Regions from separate parts of the Mus musculus genome. Here region 2 is linked to region 1. Evidence: chromatin contacts called from public promoter capture Hi-C data. All regions are on one chromosome and are shown on one strand. Each heading gives the region's core, a stretch centred on a gene start, on an enhancer-like site or on the middle of the called end of the contact. The rest is flanking DNA. Distances are from core to core; before and after follow the strand shown. Region 1 overlaps Cth (cystathionase (cystathionine gamma-lyase)). Region 2 overlaps Ankrd13c (ankyrin repeat domain 13c).

What was found. Capture Hi-C pulls out chosen DNA fragments and counts their contacts.
Region 2: a promoter capture Hi-C map of liver shows a contact between it and region 1. The contact joins two enhancer-like sites. A contact is called at or near these places in 12 of 484 Hi-C or Micro-C datasets (the CH12 cell line, adipose-derived mesenchymal stem cells, differentiating embryonic stem cells and 3 more), 4 of 115 datasets of contacts at active chromatin or transcription factors (all in embryonic stem cells) and 3 of 9 other capture datasets (adipose tissue, liver and pancreatic islet).

Annotation. Positions count from the first base shown.
Region 1 is chr3:157,902,859-157,909,852 of GRCm38.p6, forward strand. Cth (cystathionase (cystathionine gamma-lyase)) reads right to left here. Exons shown (of 12, transcript NM_145953.2): 7 at 6,041-6,118; 8 at 4,462-4,614; 9 at 3,325-3,446; 10 at 2,287-2,339. Among named protein-coding and RNA genes, the nearest start is that of Cth, 19 kb to the right of the region's middle. Within about 2 kb of position 2,988, at least 1 of the 459 cell types and tissues checked has an H3K27ac peak or open chromatin away from gene starts, as enhancers often do. A contact at or near this core is called in liver, where this site is marked.
Region 2 is chr3:157,990,719-157,997,712 of GRCm38.p6, forward strand. Ankrd13c (ankyrin repeat domain 13c) reads left to right here. Exons shown (of 13, transcript NM_001013806.2): 8 at 963-1,094; 9 at 3,879-4,040. Among named protein-coding and RNA genes, the nearest start is that of Srsf11, 42 kb to the right of the region's middle. Within about 2 kb of position 2,938, at least 16 of the 459 cell types and tissues checked have an H3K27ac peak or open chromatin away from gene starts, as enhancers often do. A contact at or near this core is called in liver, where this site is marked.

The DNA.
Region 1 (6,994 bases), core at 1,738-4,237:
CAATTGCTTTTATAGCCCTGACGTAATTTTTTTATGTAGAGAACTTTTGCATAAGAAGGTAAAAAGCCTGAAGGAAATAGAAGTGGAGCCTTTTTTTTTTTTTTTGCTTCAACCAGATTTTGTGTGTGTGTGTGTGTGTGTGTGTATGATTCTTTTTCTTTCCCTTTCTCTCTCGTAGGCCCCTAAAGAGTTAAAAAGATTCTCTAATAGAGAAGTGCCAGCCCAAGTAATTAAGTTTCTTTTCCTAATCCCCTGCTGTTATCAGCAGGAGTTAACTGCCAGGAGATATCAACTCTGGCCCCAGAAGAGCCAAAGAGAGCCAGGAGCTAACAGCTTTTGATCTGTCTGATGCTACATCCTACCTCAGTTTACCTGGGTGTCAAAGTCAATTTTTGACATTGTGGAGCTCACTGATGCCACTTCACTGGCTAACCAGCAAGTCTTTAGCATCTTCCTCTCTCCTTCCCCCCAGCACTGGGATTACAGGCATGCCCCAACATGTCCAGCTTTTTGTTTGTTTGTTTGTTTGTTTTTTGTTTTTGTTTTTTTTTTTTTGGTTTTTTCGAGACAGGGTTTCTCTGTATAGCCCTGGCTGTCCTGGAACTCACTTTGTAGACCAGGCTGGCCTCGAACTCAGAAATCCACCTGCCTCTGCCTCCCAAGTGCTGGGATTAAATAAAGGCATTCGCCACCATGCCCGGCTCATGTCCAGCTTTTTACATGACTACCAGGAGGCCAAGTTCAAGTCCTCGTGCTTCTGTTGCAAGCACTTGACCTCCTGACCCATTGCCCCAGTCCCAACCCATACTATATCTGACACAAAGCCTCAGGAATGAATTTGCTGTGTATTCCTGAACTTACCAGCCTAGCTCGCTGGGTCTGTCTCCCTGTCTGTAATACAAGCTTCTGGGTGCCTCTTCTCTAAAATCCTCTGGCTAATACCTGGGTTAGGGAGGCGGTGGAATGTCAGGTAAGTTTGGGTATATCTACTCAGAGAGCACATCATCATCAAGGACAACATATTAAGAAGATAAGTGGGTTTACAGTATAGGTAGACCCTCCTCTTATCACATTGGGCACAGGACATATTTTCTAGTCTCCAGGGAACCTTGACAGCTTTTCTGGGATAAAGTCTACAATCTCCCTTCCAAGGCCCAATGGGGAGAATGGCAGCATAGGACATAGTTATTTCTCTCTCTGGCAGGACTGGGCAAGAGGAAGCATTTGAGAAGGGCATTGCTCCCTCCTTTACCTTGTCCCCACAGGCTTATATGACTTAGGAGATGGCACATGCCTGTGGTCCCCACCCTCTGCTGAGGTGTGTGAATGAACAAAGTCTAGCTGTGAATAAAAATCTAGAAGGAGTCTGTGTCTATAGAGACTGATGGACTGATTGGAATTCAGTACTGTGGAAGAATTGGAATTTTGTAGGATCAGAGACTATTTACTTTATCTTGGGCTAGTGTTAGCCTTCTGAAATAGCAATTCCTTGCCCCACTCTGTATCTGAACATCTTGTGATGGTAATAAATAAGACCTCTTAGAAGCTATTAAGTTAGCAGAATACTAGCTTCCAACAATCCAAGATTAAGAGTCTCATCAACAGCGTTTTGGGACTATAAAATGGCTCTCACTATCTCATTGTTCCAAACAATGTATCTTAAACTTGTCTTGATTTATAACTTTTTTTTGTTCTGTGAAACTATAAAAAACCCTGTGTGATGAGTTGTATATTTTTGGACCAGGGAGTGGCACCATTTGGAGGTGTGACCTGGTTGGAGTAGGTGTTTCACTGTGGATTTGGACTTAATACTCTCACCCTAGGTGCCTGAAAGTCAGTCTTCCACTAGCAGCCTTTGGATGAAGACGTAGAACTCTCAGCTCTTCCTGCACCATGCCTGCCTAGATGCTGCCATGCTCCCACCTTGATGATAATGGACTGAACCTCTGAATCTGTAAGCCAGCCCCAATTAAATGTTTTTTATAAGACTTGTCTCGGTCATGGTGTCTGTCCACAGCAGTAAAACCCTGACTAAGACACCCTGTGAAACTGCTTCCACATTGGAACATGGAATTTGTGTTAACTTAATCTGGGTTCCTGGGTCTGTGGTCTTACTCCCTTGAAGATGAGAGCTGTGGTTTTATGTCAGTGAGTGAGAGAGACACTCAGCCCAATGCAGCAGCTTAGCAGGAGACATAAAGAAATCAAGGTAAAACAATCAACAATTAAAAGTAAAGACTAGATAAGTGATATGCAAAAATAACAGAGAAACAGGAGAATACTTACGGAAGCTCAGCCAGACTCTCATATCCTCCCAGGCTCTCTGCCAGAGTAAACAGCTAGCAAAGAAAACAGAAATTTAGAACAGCTGATAATGGTGCTAAAATCTGAAAATGAATGCTTCTGATGAAAGCATGAAGAGTGATAATAACTATGAATAAATCAAGAATCAGGCAAGATAATAAGAAAAAAGTCATATTACAGTTTAAGACAATGCTTTTGACAATTAGATGTACTGTCTTCAAATCTTTAAAACATGAAAAGCTGCTTGCCTTTGAAGCCTGGGCTATCATTCTAGCACTCAGGAGACAGAGGAGGAGGATCTCTGTGAGTTCAAGGCCAGCCTAAACATCACAGTGAGACCTTATCTCCATGAACTTTACAAGGTAAGGGCCATAGCTCAGTGAAAGTGTGCTTGCCTGACATGTCCAAGATCCTGAGTTTCATCTCAGCACTACAAAATCAATGAATCAACAATAAACTGACCAAAGCCAGTCTCCTGCATCACCCTATTTTTTATTTATTTTTTTATTTATTGTTTAGACAATACCTAAAAAATCTGTATGTATCAAATATGCTTAAGACAGATGTTGGCCACATGGATACTGACAGGAGATTTGGTCCCTTCAGCCACCAGAACTATACCCTGAGTGATCTGCCCGGTCTGGGCGGGGCTGGTTCTACCAAAGCTCATGGGTCAAAGTTGAGGTCCTCAGTGTGGTATACCTTTAAGAAGCAGGGACCTTAGGTGCCAATGGGCTCCTTGACTGGTGACTGCTCTCACACATGATGCCATTTGCCACCAGGACTTAAGGAAGGGGCCACCTAACACTGAACTTATGCTTTTGGTCTTCAACAGTCAGTGAAGTAAACTTTTATTTATAAAATAGCCTGTCTCTGGCATTTTGTGATAGAAATGAAAAACGGGCTAATCTATCCAGTGTTGGGAATTATGGCAAGCAATAAGGACTAAGACTGTGTTACAGCACCATAAAATTTACTCCAGAAAGGAAGCGTTGGGGGAAAATCCAATCCTGAGCTCACCTTTAGATTTTTGAGGAAGGCCTTAGCATGCTGCAGAGCACCCTTGATGTAGAAACTGACCATCCCTGGGCAGCCCGAGCACTGGCGTTTGGCCAGCTCATGCTGAGGGTGAGAGGGTAGCCCTGCAACCACAGAACACGAGAGAAGTTTCATTCTAGAGCTACATATACAACTTCAAGGGAGCAAGGCCACTGACCCCTAAGTCTGCCGAAAGTATCCCTAACAATGGGGTTGTGCAAGTCTTTCTCTCCTGTCAAGCATTTAAGACATCTCTTCTACTCCTCCCATGCCCCGACCATGTCTCTTCTCTTGACTCCATCAGCCTGTGCTCTCTCTATTCAGGATCTCTGCAGGTCCGAACTCCCTGGTTAATTGCACCCTTCTGCAATTCCTTAATGTATTTTAGGAACAAGGCTATCTTCAGGCAGTGGATAGCACTTGTTAAATGTTCATGGTCAAGTATTTCCAGAGGTATCCAACAACTGTTGGGCTTGTATTTTCTGTAGGAATATGCATGCAATATTAATAAAATAAATGCATTTTACCAAATAGCAGTGAGAGATTCGAGCTCATATACATATCTAGTATGGTTTGCCCAATTTCCTTGAAGACAAAAATCTTAACTACTGTACTCATGATCCATCCTGTGGCCACAGGATCTAAGAACAAGGCTGCATAAGCCCATGGCAGCTTACCTGCTAACATAAACTCAGAGGGAAACAATGAGCCTACGAATCTACCCGAAAAGGCTGGTGAACTGAAAAGAGTCTGGGGAGAATTCTGGTATATTGTCTCAGTGAGACAAACTTAAATCAGACTATAGTAAGAGCTAGTGTTGAACAAGTGACTGGCAGGGCCATCAGGCAATTAACAGAATTATCCTGTGATGGGGTCTACACAAGCCTCAGATGCAAAAGCATCTCACATGTGAAGGCGGTCTTAACACCTGACATTCATTGCCTTCAGACCAACATCTTGTCTATCCATGCCCCACCATGCTCATTCCAGAGCCTGACAGAAAGTGACAGTAACCAATGAACAATGTAAAATTACACGAGAAAAGAAACTCACAAAGAATGAATGACCCATATAAAGTCTTAACCTAAACAGAACTGCCTAGAACTCAGGTTGACATACCAGGATAAACAACCTTTTCTACCCGGGGATTGGTCTCCAGGAAACGAGCCACCGCCATCCCATTCTTGAAATGTTTCTCCATCCGGACCTGCAGTGTCTTCAGGCCTCGGCAGCAGAGGTAACAATCAAAAGGAGAAGGAACTGCTCCTAGTGCTAGAAAGCAAACAAAGCTTGGATTAGCTTGGAGGTACCATGGGACTTAAAGAATTCTCTGGTTCCTCTTTTTCAATAGAGTGGCTCAGGAAAATCTAGCTATGAAACTCAACGTTTGTGTTTTAGGAAGGAGTTGCTATGTTGAAGTGGAAGCACAGAATGGAGCCAACAATGCACTGAGAGAAATATGTGTTAACGCGGAGAAATGGAAACCAAGGTTAGGCTTTCAGCAGATGATCCTTTATGATTCTGTAATGAGACCCTCTGCATAGTGTGGGCCTCACATCTTTGAGATATGCCAATGCTCTTTATGATTTAATGATGTGACACATCAGCTAGTGTGGGTTCTCATATCTTTGAAACGCATGACAGGGAAAAATCTGAAGCGTGGTCATGATTATTGCTATACAATCTACTAATAGTATAGCTTATTTCTGCTCTTAAAGATTTTATTTTTATTTGTGAGTGTGGGTGCAGTGCCTACAGAGGCCAGGCAGGAGAGAGTCAGATCCCCGAAGCTGGAGTTACTGGTGCTTGTGAGCCTGATGTGGTACTGGGAACTGAACTGAGGTTCTCTGCAAAGAGCAGCTCCAGCTCTTAGCTGCTGAATTATCTAATTCCTACTTATTTATCAAGCAGTCAGTCAATTACCCTCCAAAACCCCTTTGCTTACTTTGAGTGATTTCTAGAAGAGTATTTTAATTTGAAACTATGTCTGTCTCTTATCAGCCAGAGTATGGTGATCACCTATACTCAAGGTAAACTGAACAAACTACCAAGAAAAGTATATAATGTACACAACGATGTTAGGATGTAAGGTGTATGCTTAGGTCTTGAGTGCTACTCAAACCTAACCACCACTCCAGGTACTTATGTACATGAACTAACATTTCAATGTTTAAAATAGTACTCTGGCTGGGAGTGGTGGTGCATGCCTTTAATCCCAGCACTCGGAGGGCAGAGGCAGGTGGAGGACAGCCAGTGCTACACACAGAGAAACCCTGTCTCGAAAAAAGAGGGGAAAAAAAAAAAAAAAAGGACTCTGAGTGTTAAAAATTCACTGCTGTGATCTGATTCTATTTATTTCTTTGTTTATTTACTTGAGACAGGGGCTCTCACTCTGTAGTCCCGACTAGCTTGAACTTCACTATGCTCCAGGCATAACTCTGTTTATTTATCTATTTGTTTGTTGGTTGATTTGTTTATAAGAGACATAGTGTGTTGGAACTCACTTTGTAGACCAGGCTAGCCTCAGATTCACAGAGATCTTTCTGCCTATCAAGTATTAGGTGTAACTATGTTTTTATAACTTTTTCTCTTTCTCTATACCTAAATGTATTACAGTATTTTGTGGAAGGGCAAATATCAAGTGTAGTGTGCACACACATTACATAATACAAAGAAACCCAGACTTTTGACCACTTACAATTCTGCAGGAAACGAAGCCGACTATTGAGGTCATCAGAATTAACAGACACTAAACCCATGACAACATCGCTGTGGCCTAGAACAAAACACAAACACCACCATCAACAACAACTCATATTCATTTCTCATTTCACAATTTCCAAACTGTCAGGAACAATCTAGGGTAGGCTAAGGTACTAGATGGCCCTCCTGGAAGTGGCCCATCATCTTTGCACGGCTTACACCAGGATTGCTTCTTATAGCTAATATTTCTTTCCTGACACTATTAAATAGTTTAATGATTCCTGGGCATCCGCCTACACTTTTGGGAAAATTTTCTGCAGATCAACATGAAGATAAACATTCATGAACTAATGCTATTTAGATGAATTAATGATTTTATAGAATTTCCTTTCAAATAATTTTGGAAAGAAAGGTTTAAGAGATGGTTTTAGTTGTTTCTCTAGAAAGATGTAATAAAGTTAGAATCAAGAATAAACTGTGCCCACTCCTCATAAATAGTAAGTAAAGGCTTCATAATAAGAAATACAATGAGCAGGGAAGGGGGTAAGGGGAAGGGGGTTTTTCAGAGGGGAAACCAGGAGAGGGGATAACATTTGAAATGTAAATAAAGAAAATACCTCATTAAAAAAAAAAAAAAAAGGAAAGGTCTCAGAACACCAGAAACTTTGCTGTACAATAGTAAAAGTGATCAACTTAAACAAAAACAAAAAAAAAAAACAAAAAAAAAAAAAAAGAAAGGAATACAATGAGCTTTCATATTTACACTAAAAAGAGATGTAAGCTTGGGGTAAATTTGTGCTCAAGGACAAACATTCCAGTCCAAGTATAAAGCCACAAGTGTGCACTATGATAAGGCAAGGGCATGTAAAAGCTTTGAACTTACTGAACTTACAGTATGAAACACTGCTTTGAAATTGTTACTAATATCTTTCTGTAACTCACGTCTTAT
Region 2 (6,994 bases), core at 1,688-4,187, 88 kb after region 1:
TTTCTTTGCATCTTTGGCACTGTGAACATAGACCCATCTATATATTACTCCTCATCATCACTGCTCAAGCTCTTAAAAGTCCTTGCACCTTCAGCACAGGACACATGGACATGTACACCCCCCACCCATCAAAATAAGAGAAAATAACAATCACTGTTCATTAATATCTCTCAACATCAATGGACTCAATTCTCCAGTTTAAAACACACACACACACACACACACAGGCTAACGAAATGGATATGAAAACAGAATCCATCATTCTGCTGCATATAAGAAACATACCTCAGCAATAAAGATAGCTATTATATCAGAGTAAAGCACTGGAAAAATTTTTTTCAAGCAAATGGACCCAAGAAGCAAGTAGAGTAGCCATCTTAGTATCTAATAAAATAGACTTTCAACCAAAATTAATCAAAAGAGACAGGGAAGTATACTTCATACTCATTAAAGGAAAAATCTACTAAGATGATATCTCAATTCTGAATATCTGCGACCCAAACATAAGGGCTGTTATGGTCAGCTCCCTTACTCCCTTACTCTTAGAAGTTACTGAAAAGGAAAGATTCAGACAACAATGATGGATATATATATGTATATATATGTGTGTGTGTGTGTGTGTGTGTGTGTGTGTGTGTGTGTGTGTGTGTGTGTACAATAGCAATAACTGGAGGCTAATTTATCTCCATTTAAAGTAAACAAAACTTTTATAAATAGACCAAATAGTTCTGTACTAACAGTGGGTTTATTATATTTATATAGAAGTGTGAAAGTGCTGTACTTTTTATGCCTGCCTTTTAAAGATTCATTATTAGTCATAATTCTGAGTAATTAAAGATATTAGACACAAAAATTAAACTTCTGGTTTTAGAATAAATAATATCATGTTACTTGTCTTTTGAAATTTGTAATATCTTTGAAGAAAACCCAGATTCTTATTTTAACTTTTGCCCCCAATCTAGGAGTCAGAGATGGAAACAGAAGAAGAAGTTGATATTTTAATGAGCAGTGATATTTATTCTGCAACTTTATCAACCAAATCCATTTCTTTCACACGTGCCCAAACTGGATGGCTTTTTCGGGAAGATAAAACAGTATGTAAAAATTTAGATATTTTTGAACTTAAAAATTGTTATCTAGTATCACCAAAATAATGATGAAATATAGAAATTGTCCTTAGATAGGCAGATTGTTTCTCGTTTTTTTGAATTCACATAGGTAGTTAACAGTGCATATTTATGGGGCTCACTTGTATTCTTGGGAAAGCTCAGAGAAAGTGTGGTTTACTTGAACTCTTCTTGTCTGCCTTCCCTTATAAGAAAGTTCGCACATGGCTCCATTCTTTTTCTAGTGCTTTTTGTTTAAGAGGCTTGTGAAGAGATGTATATACTTTGTTTTGCTGTGTCTTTCCTCTTACTTTAGGCTCTTTTATCTTGTCTGCTCATATGACGCTTATATTTCTATAAGATGCCAAATTTAAGTGTCAGTGGAAGTTTCTATAATTCCCATCACATCTGTTAGCAGGAGAATGTAAGATCACCTAATATATGCTAAGGCTCTTTTGCCTGGCATGCACTGTATGCAATATTGATGAAGGAGTGTTCAGGTTTGAAATTGGTCTGAATTGCGTGTATTTATTAAAACACCATTGTATATTAAATTCATGGTATAATTTTGAATTAAATGAATAATGAAACATTTTAATAAATAATACTTATAAATTCATAAAATTAAATAATACAAATTTAACAATAAGAGCCAAATCAGGTAAAGGGTGAGATTTAATTTTTTTAAAGTTACATCTTATTGAACATAATAAGTGAATGTTTTCATATTAGAAAAACAAAAATAAGCCTTGTATTCACGTAAAACTCATAGAAGAGAGAAATGAAGGGTGTAGAGGATGAGTGAGGTGAGCTATTCGAGAAAAGGGAAGAAAACTGACAGGGTTGTGGAGGGAGACCTTTTTTGCTTAAAGGGGATTGGCTTGTGTTTTATGGGACTTTACATGTCTGAACTGTGTATAGTAGGCTGGACATTAACAGGAGAGTTGGGATTATTTGGAGTTAAAAATCTGCTGTTAGGCTGTCAGGGTTTTTGTGTTACAAAATTTTAAAGTTCAGTTTTAAAGCAGAATTACATTTTCTTCTAGAATTCTTAGTCTTTGCTATTAAGACTCAGGGTTGGATAAGACCCACATAGTTTATAGAGGGAAATCTACTTTTTCAGAGTCTGTTAATTTGGTGTTAATTGTATTAAAGATGCCATCACAGCACATGTTGACCATCACAAGATTAAATATCATACAGCTTTACATATGAAGTCAGGAAACTCTAGTGGTTACTGTCTATGATACTGGAACCCCTGTAGACTTTTTTAGTGTTTTTCACACATAAATACTTCTCTGTAAGTAATGTGCTGTGCTTTGTACTGATACTCTTTAATACAGTGCTGTCAAAGGCTTTGGAATTGGCTGTCCATGAGTGTGGCAGGAACCTCTACTTCACACATAAATGCTGCTTATGCCCGTTAGCAGCTTGCATGTGACACAGTGAAGGTGCCTACAGTACTTACCTGCAGCCATAGTGTTATAGATACAGGAATGAATAGCTTACATTGCTGCTGTTTCCTCCTTTGTAACTGAATTTATCCCCCTTCCCCATGCCTTTGCAGTGCACAGTGTAGGCAGTAGGAACTGCAGTGGCTGGATCATGAGCAGCACATACCTGATACTTTTGTTCATAGCATAGCTTTTGTTTAACTGCTGCTCCTTTTTATGGTCACAAGACCTGTTAACCACCTCCTAGCCAAACTTAACTTTGACCTTTGAGCCCTCAAAGCCTATTTGGCAACAAGTGGCACTTTGGACTCCAGGCTGTGGGTCCAACATTACAGTGCATTTGTTGCTTTGAAGTCTTACTTGTCTGTACTCTGTTCTTCTGGGCAGCATTAGATGGATCTCCCCAAGAGAAGATAAATATTGAAAACTGCTGTCCACCTAGTGTTACCACTAAGCAGCCAAAAGCTCTTGAGGAGCGGCTAGGTGACCTCCTTAAGTCGTTGACAGGTAAGGAGGGAGTCAGTATACCATGGTTCCCATTTTGTAGATAGAAACTTGTTTAAAATGCTTGGCTTCCTGGTGACTTTTAAGAGATGTCCTATATACACAGTTTTGGACATGTCAGGGTGGAGTAGGCAGCCTGGATGTAGGTAAAGATGGGAAGCTGGGTCAGGTAAAGTTCGTCGTAATAAGTAGGTAACTTTTTACATGGGAGTGTGTGAGGGTTGGAAGTGTGGGTCGGGGTCGGATGATTAATGAAGCATCCCTGCAAAGAACTGTTTGCTCTCTTTTGGATGCCTTTTTATCTGTGCCTGCATCTATGATGTAAACACTTTACATGTATTATTGAGCAAGGCTACTTGTATTTGCTTCTTTTCAAAGCAGTAACTTTTATCCAGTCAGAGATCAGAGAGGGTCCAGTGTGGCATGGACTGTGGATTTTAATCCTGCTTTTCTATCTATAAAATGGGAACAACAGTGTTACCTCTGACCCCTCCTTGTTATTTGAAATTGCGTGTTTAGTGAACTTCTAAGATTGCTTTGTGCTGCTTGGTAGTGAAAGAACACCAGTGTACTTCTGTTTAGACTACCTAATGTGCAGGTTAACTAGCATTACTTTAAATTTCCCTTTGTAGTTTGGAAATGAATGATTGTATTTTTAACTTACAAAAATAATTTGGTGACTTTAAATATCAGGATATTTATTTTCACCTACATGGTACATACTTACAGAGAAATTTATGATCTCAACGCTTTTTTAAAATCTGAGATCAACCTTCCTTTAAACTGTCATTTTGGAATATTTGATTTGTTTTAGGAAAGAGTAGGAAACTTTTTGGCAGACTTTTATCTGGTGAATGGACTTGTTCTAGAATCAAGGAAAAGGAGGGAGCACCTGAGTGAGGAGGACATCCTGCGGAACAAGGCCATCATGGAGAGCCTGAGCAAAGGGGGGAGCCTGGCGGAGCAGAGCTTTGAGGTACACTCTTCATTACCTCTGTCTACCTGTACAACTCCATTCTCTTTGTTTCTGAATAATAGAGGATGGGGGGGGGGGATCTTTGGTATAGTTTTGAGTCTGTGCTTTGTCTTTGAAGTCATTTTGTAAGCATGGATTGTGGTGTTAATTTTATTCCATGTCTTGTTGCCTGCTGCCTTCAAGACCCAGCTGAAGGTTCACCCACTCCTGGGCCATATCTACTGTGTACAGCCTGGGAACTATGTATTGAGTCTCTGCTTATTGAAACACTGTGTGCAATGAGTATGGGGCTCAGAAGAAGTGGGAAAAAGAAAGTAGAAAGTGAGAAGATATATGAAAAATGAGGATTGTTCTACGGTCTTATTTCTAATATGAACCAGATACTGCTTTATTCCTGTTTAAAATGTATTTTGTATATATATGTGTGCACATCATGTGAGCTCAGGTGCCCACAGAGGCCAGAAGTATGTCAGATCTTCTGGGACTGGAGTTATAGATGGTTGTAATCTGTCTGATATGAGTGCTGGGATCCAAAAGTGGCTCCTCTGAAAGAGCAGCAGATGCTTCTGACCACTGAACCATCTCTCCTGGTTTCTTAAATTTGTTGTGTTTCAGGCATATCCTCTATCAAGACTCCCAGATATTAACTTAACTCTCTCTACAGGACATTTTCCAAGTCTCAGAATAGGGATCCTTGAGAGAGAATAGGATTAGTCCAGTGGGTCATGACCACTTTTCTTTTCAAACTAGTGTCTGAATAAAACAACAAAGAAGAAGCACATCTCACAAAATGTAGTCACTGCTACTCTTTGAAACAGCAGTCTTAGGGGCTGTGAATGCGTTTGTAAGCACGCATATATGTTTGAGCACTACGCCTACAGTCAGAAAGATTGGGAACTAAGGACAGGAGGCTTGGGTACTTAATCTATAGCAAAATGGCTGGATTTCCTTAGAATAGTGTGACAGGTTCTAAACAATCCATGGTAATACTGTGTGTGTGTGTGTGTTTGTATGTTCCAGAGATTGAGCATATTAGCCATATTTGAAGTGACTACAGTATAGAAATATTTCAGTTAAAACTGGGTGTTAGCATCCTCTTCTTGCCAAATGCTGTTTGTGTTTCTCAGGCTTTCTCTTGCTCATAATCAGCACCCTGTTAATCTTTATACAGTCACAAATTCTTGGTTAGTAGGCAATAAAGGGCACAGCAAAAGCAGCTAACTCGACGGAATCTCAGTACAGCCTGGCAGAGCTGCTGCTTCCTTTATTTATTTATCCATTTATCCATTTATCCATTTATCCATCCATCCATCCATCCATCCATCCATCCATCCATCCATCCATGCATCTATCTATCTATCTATCTATCTATCTATCTATCTATCTTTCTATCTATCTATCTATGTTTTTCAAAACAGGGTTTCTCTGTGTAGCCCTGGTTGTCCTGGAACTCATCCTGTAGACCAGGCTGGCCTCGAACTAGCGTGCCCCACCACCACGCCCAGTTACTGCTGCTTTCTCTATGGACCTTCCTTGACCAAGTTGTGATTTGCATATTATTAAAGGCTTCTTTTGAAAATAGATTTTGTTGTGATGGTGCCTATCACTGGGCTTGTTTAACATAGGGGATAAATATGGAACACTGTATCAAACAAAAGAAATTCATGGGCTATTTGCCAATTAGCTCTGAGCTGATCACTGCTTATATGTACATAAAAAAACAATCTAGGGGTTAAGTTTACAGACTTGATTGATGCCTATTCAAACTTAAAGTAGTAATTTTCATCAAGTTACATGAATTATGATCTATTGCATTTAAATTGTTAAAGTGCTCTTAAAATGACATGTTACACAGATGTAGTTTTTCAAATTGAAGTTAAAATGTGTTTTACTGGATGTAGCTATGAAATAGAACAGACTAATATATATATATATGATGTACATAAGCTTTTTGAGATTATGCTTTTCAGAGATCAGTTGTGAACTATAGGTTTATTTTGGCTCTGGCTTGGTGGGACAACTTTTGGCTTAGTTTCTGATGCTGGGAATGTCTGTTTGGAGTCTGTTCATCACAGATCATGTTAGGACAGGAAAAAGACAGTTTTTGTTTTTCTTTTTCTTATGATTCTTCTAAACAGGCCCCAGACTTCTGATCATCCTGCCTCAGCTTTGTGGCTGTGAACAGCAAACCAAGTTATGAACCTTGTGGTTCTTGGTGAATATTTAAGTTTTAGTTTGTCAGTGTCTAATATAGGGGATTGATGATTATGTCTTGAATTTATAGATAAATCCATTGCTACATAAATTTGGCTTGTGTTTGTGTGTCTGTCTGTGTCTGTCTGTCTGTGTATTATATGTTGCTGGGTCTAGAACTTGGGTCTTGTGTATAAGGCAGCATTTAGCAAACCCTAGCTATCAGTTCTTCTGTTATCCAGCTCCGTAGTGGCAGCTCTTATTTGCTATAGGCTGTCATGAAGGATGGATCCTCTGTATTGCTTAATATTCAAAGCCAGTTTCTCTTCTGCACAACGACTTTTGCTTTGGAACAAGGGTTGTGGCCTTTCCAGGCACTTGTTAACAGCCTGTTGAAACAAGCCACATTTTACCAATCACAGTTCTACTGGGTATCTCCCTTTGACTAACTAGGGACATACTAGTAAGAGAAAGATGGGGAGCGAGGTTGGCCAGGTGGCACATGCATGTAATCCCAGCTCTTGAGAGGTGGAGGCAGAAGGATCAGGAGTTTAAGGTTATATTGGATAGATAGATAGTGAACTTGAGTTCTGCTTGGGCTTCCTGAGACTGTCTTTAAAACAACCCAGAACAAAACCCTTCCTTTCTTTGAGCAGGGTGTGATGTTACTGTTGGCTGTCATTCACCTTATTTCTTCCCAGCAGTTTTTAGTTTGCACTACCTCTCCCTAGTTTAGTTCCTATTGCTGGCTCATCCTACAG